Regions from separate parts of the Mus musculus genome. Here regions 2 and 3 are each linked to region 1. A link is a contact called in public ChIA-PET and promoter capture Hi-C data. All regions are on one chromosome and are shown on one strand. Each heading gives the region's core, a stretch centred on a gene start, on an enhancer-like site or on the middle of the called end of the contact. The rest is flanking DNA. Distances are from core to core; before and after follow the strand shown. Region 1 holds the start of Cd302 (CD302 antigen). Region 2 overlaps Baz2b (bromodomain adjacent to zinc finger domain, 2B). Region 3 overlaps Baz2b (bromodomain adjacent to zinc finger domain, 2B).

Region 1 (2,865 bases), core at 240-2,739:
GCATGGTAGAGAGAGAGAGCACTAAGAGGGAGTTAGGGTGTCCCAGATAATGAGGGGAGCCTAAGGAGGACTCAGAGGTGGTCCAGACTTCGAGGAAGCTCTAGTGCAGCCTTAGATAAAATTAAAGTACGTCTTGCTTCTGCTCTCAGAGAGGCAGCACACAGCCCGACTGGTCATCCGTGCTGCTCTACAGGAACCCAAGAAAAGAGCTTTGCAAGCTCAGAGCAACTCAGTGTGCTAGGTCTTCAACACCCAGGGCCTTTAAAATATCTCCCGCTGTCAGCCGATTTCACACAGAAATTTATTTAAAATGCAGTGAAATCCAGTGGAGGAAAAAAAAAATCCCTTGCATAATCCTGTTACTGAAGCCCACACAAGTGTCCACTTAGTTCTTGTTTACTTTGCTCTTTCATTCTCGGAAAGGATTGGTAGGATTGGTAGTGTTTTTTGGAAGGAAATCTCCCCCAGGGTTTCCCCATTAACATATTTTGACGTGCCTCCCCGGAAAGCCTGTTTAAAGAAAAACACATGCTCGGTGGAATTGTCTGTGTTCCTCGGGGTGTGTGTGTGTGTGTGTGTGTGTGTGTGTGTGCCATTTTGCAAGACTAATTATGTCTAATTTTTCAGATGTCACTGTATATCAGCCGACCAAAGGTTTCTCTAAATCGCAGTGTTTGTAGTGAGATCCCAGCCTGGCTTCTCCTCCCTCTGGATGCAGGGGTTATGTGGCTGAACTCTTTTCCTGTTTTAACAACTTGCCCACTAGCCATGGGACAGGGCCTGTTTCCTCCCTCCACCCCCAGGCCTCACCCCTTCCCTACTGCCACCCATTGAAGGGCTCTACAGTTCCTCTACCCTCTAGCGAGCTAACCGTCTTGGGGGGTCTGAGGTGAGGATACAGACACGGTGGAAGTGGGGTCCTCTGCTTTGGCCTTTGTCCCGGGTCTGGCTCTCTGAAGCCACCCAGCCTGAGAGATGGTTGCGGGATGGTCGGAGGACGAGGCACGTGGCCATCGGTGGGAGCGGGGACTCTGCACTCTCCGGGGCGCGGCAGGGGAAGCTTACCGGCGACGATGGCAGTGGCGAGGCTCAGCAGCACGAGCGAGGACAGCGCTGCGTGGGGCATGACTGCGCGGCGCCGAGAGCGGGCCGGGGGCGGTGCTTGTCGGGTGCGCAGCTCCCAGCTCAGTTGCGACGCCTCCCACTCGAGGCGGGGGAGTGGAGCCCAGGGTCGCACTGCTGGGACGCTCAGATCCCCAAGCGGCGGACACACCGCAGACTCCAACTTCTCTTCGTTAAAGATAAACTTCTCATTTGAACTGAAGTAATCTCAGACTTTCTAAAATGTTGCAAAAATAAATAGAACTTCCCGTAATCCTTGCGGCAGCTTCTCCAAATGTTAGCATCTTACATAACATCAGTGCAAGGATAGGAACCAGGACAGAGCATTGGTGGAGCACTGTTGACTAATCCATAGCACTTGTGGCATTTGACAATTATCTCTGTTCTAGGACCCTATCCAGGAACAAGCACATTTGGGTTCGTCTGATGTTTCTTCTTAGTAGAATTGTTTGTGCCCTTTTGGCAAGAATCATACAGAGGGACAAAGATTGATGGACTTTGGTTATTTAATGAAGGTGGTGTCAGCAACCGTAATCTCCCTTTTCACAATTCCCTCCTGGTGGACTATGCCTCTTAGAAAATATATCTCTGCCACTAGTTACTGTATCGAAAGTAAAGGAGAATAACGGAACAGGAAGGTTTGACTGGGATGGGGGTAGAAGCACAAGTTAAAGGAAGGAATATGGGATGGGACAGCTAACACAGCCTCTATGGGGCAGGAGAAGGAAGCGAAGGAAAGAGGAAGAGAGGGAGGGAGGAGAGGGGAAGGGAAAGGGGAAGAGAAGGAGGGGGGAGGGAGAGAGGAAAATTTTAATGGAGTTACCTTACAAGAGGGAAAGAAGATAGATACCACCTAGCAAATAAAACCCCAGTACCAAAAACGGGTTCTTCTTGAGTTGTTGCCAATGGAATCTCATAAAGCCCCAAGAACTACAGGTCAGTGCCAATAGTCTTGGCTATCTTCAGAACTTGTTGGTAAGCCCCTGTGGCCGAAGAAACCACATCGCTGAGTCAGGTAAGGTGGTCAAGATGGCACTAACTTGGAAGCTTCAACTCTCCCATTTAGCTTTCTTCGCTCCGGGAAGTGCTTGCTGTGCACACGGATGTAGGAGGAAATACTTCTTTCTCCTCCATTCGTGTATACAGCACACACCTCTATCTCATCCAGATATGAACCTTGTAAGGTACAGCAATGATGGGGCCCAACAAGATATGGGTACTGCTGTGGTAGTTGGATGAATGTCACAAAAGTAACCAACCATTTTATGATTGGATCTAAGTCCCGCCAGTACCATACCTGGCACTGTGCCAAGAACCTGTGGCTAAATAGATTGCAGTCCCTAAGGGGAAGCACAATGCTATTATTCTGCTAAATGGCCATAGTATTAAAGTAATTCCTAGAGACCTACTGCTTTGCCCATAGATGAGCGTATCTCTCAACCTTCATCAGAAAAGTGTCTCCTCACAGTAAATGGCAATTAATAGACACCTTCCACTAGTCAATGTCCAGAAAATAAGAAACCATGGAGGGCTTGGCCCTAAGTGGGATTTGCATATTGCACCCCTCCCCTCAAGGTTCAGGAATCTTTGAGGAAGAAAGGTCAGAAAGATAGTAAGAGTCAGAGCTCGTGGATAGCATCAAGGAAACTGTCTTCTGGACACGACTGGGCAGACGTACATGTAAACTCACAGAGATTGTGACCATATGCCTGAGATATATGAAAGCTCAACCCAGATAAAAAT
Region 2 (2,865 bases), core at 198-2,697, 320 kb before region 1:
AGGGAGGAATGGGACAGCTGCCAGGTTTCAAAATCCCATTCACTGTCTTATTTGGAAGCCTATGGCTTTTCAGATAGCTGCTACAAATGTTAAAGGTTGGCTCAAATAGTTAAAGACAATTTAATTTCTATGTGCATATATATCCATAGACCAAAACAGTACCAGGCCTTTAATTAATTAACTAATTAATTAATTAAAACCGCACAGGAGAGGATTGTGGTTATATGTACATTTTAAAGGCAAAATATAGGCTTCACAAATACCAACATTTATTAAATGAGTAGTACATCATGCTTGATTATTGAAAATAAAAGCAAAGATTAGAAGATGTCAATCAGAGTAAACTGAGCAAAACAGTAGCAAAATAAACTCATGCTTTCTTAGTTATTTAGTGAGAATACAGAGTATCAATATTGGATTGTTAAATGGAACTTTTTAATGAAAATGCCTACAAATTTTAAATAAATCAAAGAGACAAAGAGATCATATGCTATTGACTAAGAATGCCATTCACTCCAAAAAATGATTTAGATTATACAGTGAGCATGTGGGCATTTAGTTGTCCAAGTAATTTCATCTAAAGCACAAAAAAAAAATCAAATTCTAAACTAAAGGATGAACATTAAAAACGTAAGGACTCAAAAATCAAGAGGGATTATTAATTATAATCTTAAAATAGAAATCACGGGGAAAAATCTAAAATATCGGGCAATGGATTAAATCTTCTAAAATACACATTTCTTAGCCAATTTAAAATCTAGATGTTGGTTAAGAGCACTGGCTGCTCTTCCAAAGGACCTGGGTTCAATTCTCAGCACTCACATGACAGCTTAACAACTGTCTGTGACTCTGGTTCCAGGGGCAAAACACTAAAGCCCTTAGAAATAAATAAATAATTTGGGGGCTGGAGAGATGGCTCAGGGGTTAAAATCTAGACACAGTATATGATTACAACGAGACTGTCTCCAGAAACCTGTGCAAATAGCAATCCTTGCTGCAGTCTGACTGTTACGTTACATCGATAAAAATAAACTGTAGATACCAGAGTGTGGAGTTGAAGTGAGTGTGGAAGAAGAAGTGCCAAGAAAAGCAGGAGGCTGGGACTCAGAGCACAGGGCAGCAGGAGCAGAGCCTGGGGGGCTTCCTATGTGGAGGTGAGGTGCTGAGTGCGCTGTGAGACTGGAGGGAGGGCTTTTGGCAGAGGAGCTTGTCTGGGTCAGGTTCACGGCAGGTTTCTCGCCTTCAGTGTCACTATCTGATTCCTCCTGGTCTTTCTCCTCGTCGTCTTCTGAGCCTTCTGAATCTGATTGTGAATTACTATCTGATTCTGGGAAGTAAAGAAGCACTTGCATGTTACAGCTAGGTCAGAACCAATCACAGGCAGGTCGCACCTAGGAGAGTATTTCAGAGCCACCGTTTGTGACCAAAGACTCAAGGAAGCCATTTCCCAAGAGGAAGTGCAAATATTAAAATTACCAACTTACAAGCTATTGGAGTAAAGTGTATGCAGACTACAGTTCCTCAAATCTCTCTCCAAATCATCAGTTTTAACATTTAAATCATAGAAAAGTCCCCACACGGTTGGTACTACTGATACTGCAGTTCTGCTTCAGGTTTTCAGAATTACTTTACTCTCCATGGAGAAACCGCGGGTAACAGAGGGGACCCTGGCAGGCCCCAGCGCTGTGGTAGCTCCTTGCTCAGCCCCTTGTCCTGGAACTACCGTCAACTTTCCACCTGTGATTCTGCGTTAAAAAAAAAATGTTTCCCCCCTAGGGAGTAGTTTTGGTTTTGTGCTTTGCTTTCTTAGCTGTAGTTTTTCAATTCAGGTAAAGACTTCATCAAGTTTTGAGAGATTCACAAACTATGCTCACAGGAATAACTGTGGTAAGACAAGAGACAGGCTGAGGGAGGCAGGTCTGCCCTGGTTGTGAAGTCTGGGAAGTTAATACATATGTTAGTCAGCACATACTCCTCTAGACATATGACATACAAGAGTGGATTAAACACTGGGTAAACATAGGGCTGTACTACAAAGGTGCCCAGCCAGCATCTCGGTGGCACTGTTTGGTCTGGTATATTGCCCGCACTGGGGCTCGATGAAAGCTACTTTTAAAAAGCCCTGATACAGATAGACAGTGCCTTTCGGGATTGTACAATATTAGAATGTTAAATTGTAGAAGGACTGTTTTCCTATTCCCATTAGTTACTAAAAAATTCCTGTCAGAACAGCAACAAATCCATATACAAACATTAATACATACATATTTGTATCATTTCTGTATTTATATTTTAAATTATCTTTCATTTTATGAATTTAAAAGCAATCTCTATTTATAAAAAAACAAACCAAACCACTAGAGAGAGTAGATGAAGTCAAGGCATAAGATGATGACCCTATGTCATTTAATAAATCCTGCAATCAAAAGGGACTTAAGATTTTGGTTTTTTAAATGACCATGGTGCAAAATTTTCCATTTTAAAGATAGGTAGTAATGTTTTAATAGGTAGCAGAAGAAAATAAAGCACACCCAAGAATACCTGGGCAGCACTAGCTGGCCTTGGTAGGGTAATGGAGAAGACATTGCGGGAGGAGATGGGGCATGGTGAGGAGCAAGAAAGGGGCAAGGTATGCTCAAAACACATTGAGTGAAATTCTAAATTAATGCATAATCCACCCACTCACCCCCCCCCCACCTCAGACAGGGCTTCTCTGCCCAGCCCTGGCTGTCCTGGAACTCACTCTGTAGAGCAGGCTGGTCTCCAAATCACAGAGATCCACCTGCCTCTGCCTCTGCCTCCCAAGTGCTGGGATTAAAGGTGTATGCAGCTAACATGGGTCAAAATTATTAGCTGTTGTTGTTA
Region 3 (2,865 bases), core at 98-2,597, 270 kb before region 1:
GTGTGCGCGCTCACACATACAGAGAGAGAGAGAGAGAGAGACTCAGTGAATTATTCAATAGTATTAAGAAACTTGAAGAGACATCAGTAAAAAATGAGAATACACATTTATCAGCAAAGACTTGAGGGCATATGGGTGAATAGCAGGTTCCAACTTTCTCAGTAATCGTCTTGGATGGAGAGGTTGGAGGACACAGAGCTGATATCTTAAGGTATAGACAGAATGGCTGCAGAATTTACATTTTTCGCTAAACACATAAACCTGATGATACAAGAACCCGAGAAAACTTGAGGCTGAATAAATTCATAGAAAAGCTGAACTCTAGACAGAAATAAGGAATTTTCAATGAAATGTACACCTTTCATCAAATGGATTCAAGCTTCACCATTCAGGAAAAGCTACTACTTTGGGGAGAGAACCAGAAAAATAATCTGTTTTGTTTTGTTTTGCTTTTTCCTAGACAGTAAGGTAAGAGCTTCAATTAAACTACTGGTTTTTCCTTGTTTTGCTTTTTAGGGCAGAGTATGATTCTTAACTTTTCCCGAAGTTTCATAAATACTAGGGATTAATATGGAGCAAAAACCCTTTTTCTTAGTTCTTTTTGTGAATATTACACATTTACTTATTGCTAAGCTCCATAGCTGAAAAGAGTGAATCAAAACAGATAAAACTTTAAAATGAGACCTGTAAGGTAGTCAAATCTCTCCCTTGTCACACTTTCTAGTTTAAGCCTTAGGGTAAGCAGACTATTTCGCAGGAAAGTTTATACCACAGTAGTCGAAAAATAGCGGCAGAATCCGTTCACACACTAAAGTTTACTAATGTGGATGCGTCTGATCTAAGCACAACCAAACCTTACCAAAATGAATCAAATTCTCTCCATCTACTGCAGCCATCTGGTGCTGTCAGTATCACGTCACTCTCTCCAGTTTTGTTCTTGCCTGACTGGTCATCTCACACCCCTCTTCTCCTCATCTTTGGTACAGACTCGTTGTGATGGTACAACCTTACTCCTCCCCATAGTCACGAAAGAACCACAAGCTTCTTGGGCTGGGGCTCTTGTGATTTTCCTTTCCACACTGCAGGGCACTGAGCCCAGGGCCAAGTGCACGCTGAACTCACTAAGTTATGCCCTCAGCTTCTCAAAACTGCGTATTCTCCAAGCAGACTACGACCACAGCTGGAGTCACCTACCAGCTCATTCACTCCATTCCCAAAACCTTACCTTAAGCCCTATTGCATTGGCCTGTGTTCCCTCCCCTGCCTTACACCCACACGTCAGATTCTTCACTGTCCCTCAAAACTCAGCGTTTATCTGACTACCCAAGAGGAAGGTCTCTGTGCCCACATCCTCGGTACAGTGACAACAGAAAACAGGAAGAAGTCAGTTCCCCAACCGTCACTGCACTGGGCATGTTTTATCTGACTACAATCATGAACTTGGATAAATATGTCTAACAATCTGGACCCTTATATGAGTAGAGCTGGGTTTGTAATGCTATAGAACATCCTGACTAAACCTAACTCAGGGAGTCAAGGGTTTATTTTGCCTTACAAATCTAGATCACAGTCTATCATTGAGGGGAGTCAGAACAGGAACTCAAGGCAGGAACTGAAGCAGAGGCCTTGGAGGACTGCTTTCTTCTAGCATTCACCCCCTGAACTGCTCAGCCTGCTTCTTAGACCACACAAGACCACCTGACCAGGGGTAGCACAGCCCCAAGTGGAATGGGTCCACACACATCAACCATTAATCAAATAAAACAAAACAAAAAACAAAGGGGCAGAACTCGCACAATCTTACCCACAAGGCACTCTAGTAGGCGCATTTTCTCAACTGAAGGCCAATCTATCGGAGGCAACTGTCCTCCAACTGAGGCTCCCTCCTTGCAGATGTCTCTAGTTTATGTCAAGGTGACACAAAAAGTAGCCAGTACATGTCTTATATTCTTGGGAACATCTTAGGTGTGTGTACTCTTATTTATGCATCTTAAACTAATATTGTACTTGAGTAGAAAAGAGGAAGTGAGCTATTTTCTGTTTCTTGACTACAAGCACACTGCTTCAAGCTCCTCCCCCTAGGTTCCCCACACACCATGGATCCTTCTCCTTTCTCTCTCTTCTTCTAAGATTTATGTATTGTATTTATATGAGTACACTGTAGCTGTTTTCAGACACACCAGAAGAGGGCATCAGATCCCATTACAGATGATTGGGGGCCACCATGTGGTTGCTGGGAATTGAACTCAGGACCTCTGGAAGAGCAGTCTGTGCTCTTAACTGCTGAGCCATTTCTCCAGCCCCTCTTTTCTCTCTTAAGTGACTCTAGTCAAGGTAATTTATTATAGCAAAAAAAAAAAAGTAGCCAAGATCTACTGTAACATCTGCTGCTGCTGTTATTATTAAGATGTAAAATCCTGACAGGGGAATTGGTATTCTCTCAAGTCTATGCTAGAATGGCCACACGTTGTACAAGGAAAATGAGTAAATAAAAGTAACTATAGCATTTTTAATAACACCACACCAACACTTTCAGTTCAAACTCACAAAACAAACTTTTATTTTTATAACTACAGTCCTTATTTTTAATTTGCCAAAAATCTCAGTTCAGACACACACACACACACACACACACACACACACACACACACACAGTTCTTGATACTTTTTAGAAGTCAATCCATTACCACCTGTTAATCTTACAATCAGCAACCAACAGCTTCAGAATAAGTACAGCTACATTAACACAGTAAACACAGTGCTTTTGACCCTCAGAATATATATGAATGTGAGTACACTGTTGGTCCCTTCAGACACACCAGAAGAGGGCATTGCATCCCATTACAGATGGTTATAAAACACCAT

Evidence for each region. Promoter capture Hi-C pulls out the DNA fragments that hold promoters and counts their contacts. ChIA-PET counts read pairs in DNA pulled down with a chosen protein or histone mark.
Region 2: a promoter capture Hi-C map of hematopoietic stem and progenitor cells shows a contact between it and region 1, with 2.7 times the contacts expected there. The contact joins the enhancer-like site here to the promoter of Cd302 in region 1. A contact is called at or near these places in 4 of 39 promoter capture datasets (HPC-7-derived erythroid cells, hematopoietic stem and progenitor cells, hippocampal neurons and 1 more) and 3 of 9 other capture datasets (adipose tissue, liver and macrophages).
Region 3: a contact with region 1 is called in an RNA polymerase II ChIA-PET map of memory CD8 T cells, with 20 read pairs. The contact joins the enhancer-like site here to the promoter of Cd302 in region 1. A contact is called at or near these places in 3 of 39 promoter capture datasets (liver, macrophages and pre-B cells), 3 of 115 datasets of contacts at active chromatin or transcription factors (embryonic stem cells, large pre-B cells and memory CD8 T cells) and 3 of 9 other capture datasets (adipose tissue, embryonic stem cells and liver).

What each region holds. Positions count from the first base shown.
Region 1 is chr2:60,282,995-60,285,859 of GRCm38.p6, forward strand. It overlaps Cd302 (CD302 antigen), which reads right to left and starts at 1,490. Exons shown (of 6, transcript NM_001290660.1): 1 at 1,066-1,490. The coding sequence starts at 1,126.
Region 2 is chr2:59,958,779-59,961,643 of GRCm38.p6, forward strand. It overlaps Baz2b (bromodomain adjacent to zinc finger domain, 2B), which reads right to left. Exons shown (of 36, transcript NM_001001182.3): 10 at 1,043-1,327. Among named protein-coding and RNA genes, the nearest start is that of Gm13572, 77 kb to the right of the region's middle. Within about 2 kb of position 1,448, at least 24 of the 459 cell types and tissues checked have an H3K27ac peak or open chromatin away from gene starts, as enhancers often do. A contact at or near this core is called in hematopoietic stem and progenitor cells, where this site is marked.
Region 3 is chr2:60,017,989-60,020,853 of GRCm38.p6, forward strand. The region is part of intron 2 of Baz2b (bromodomain adjacent to zinc finger domain, 2B); the gene reads right to left. Among named protein-coding and RNA genes, the nearest start is that of Gm13572, 18 kb to the right of the region's middle. Within about 2 kb of position 1,348, at least 140 of the 459 cell types and tissues checked have an H3K27ac peak or open chromatin away from gene starts, as enhancers often do. A contact at or near this core is called in adipose tissue, macrophages and memory CD8 T cells, where this site is marked.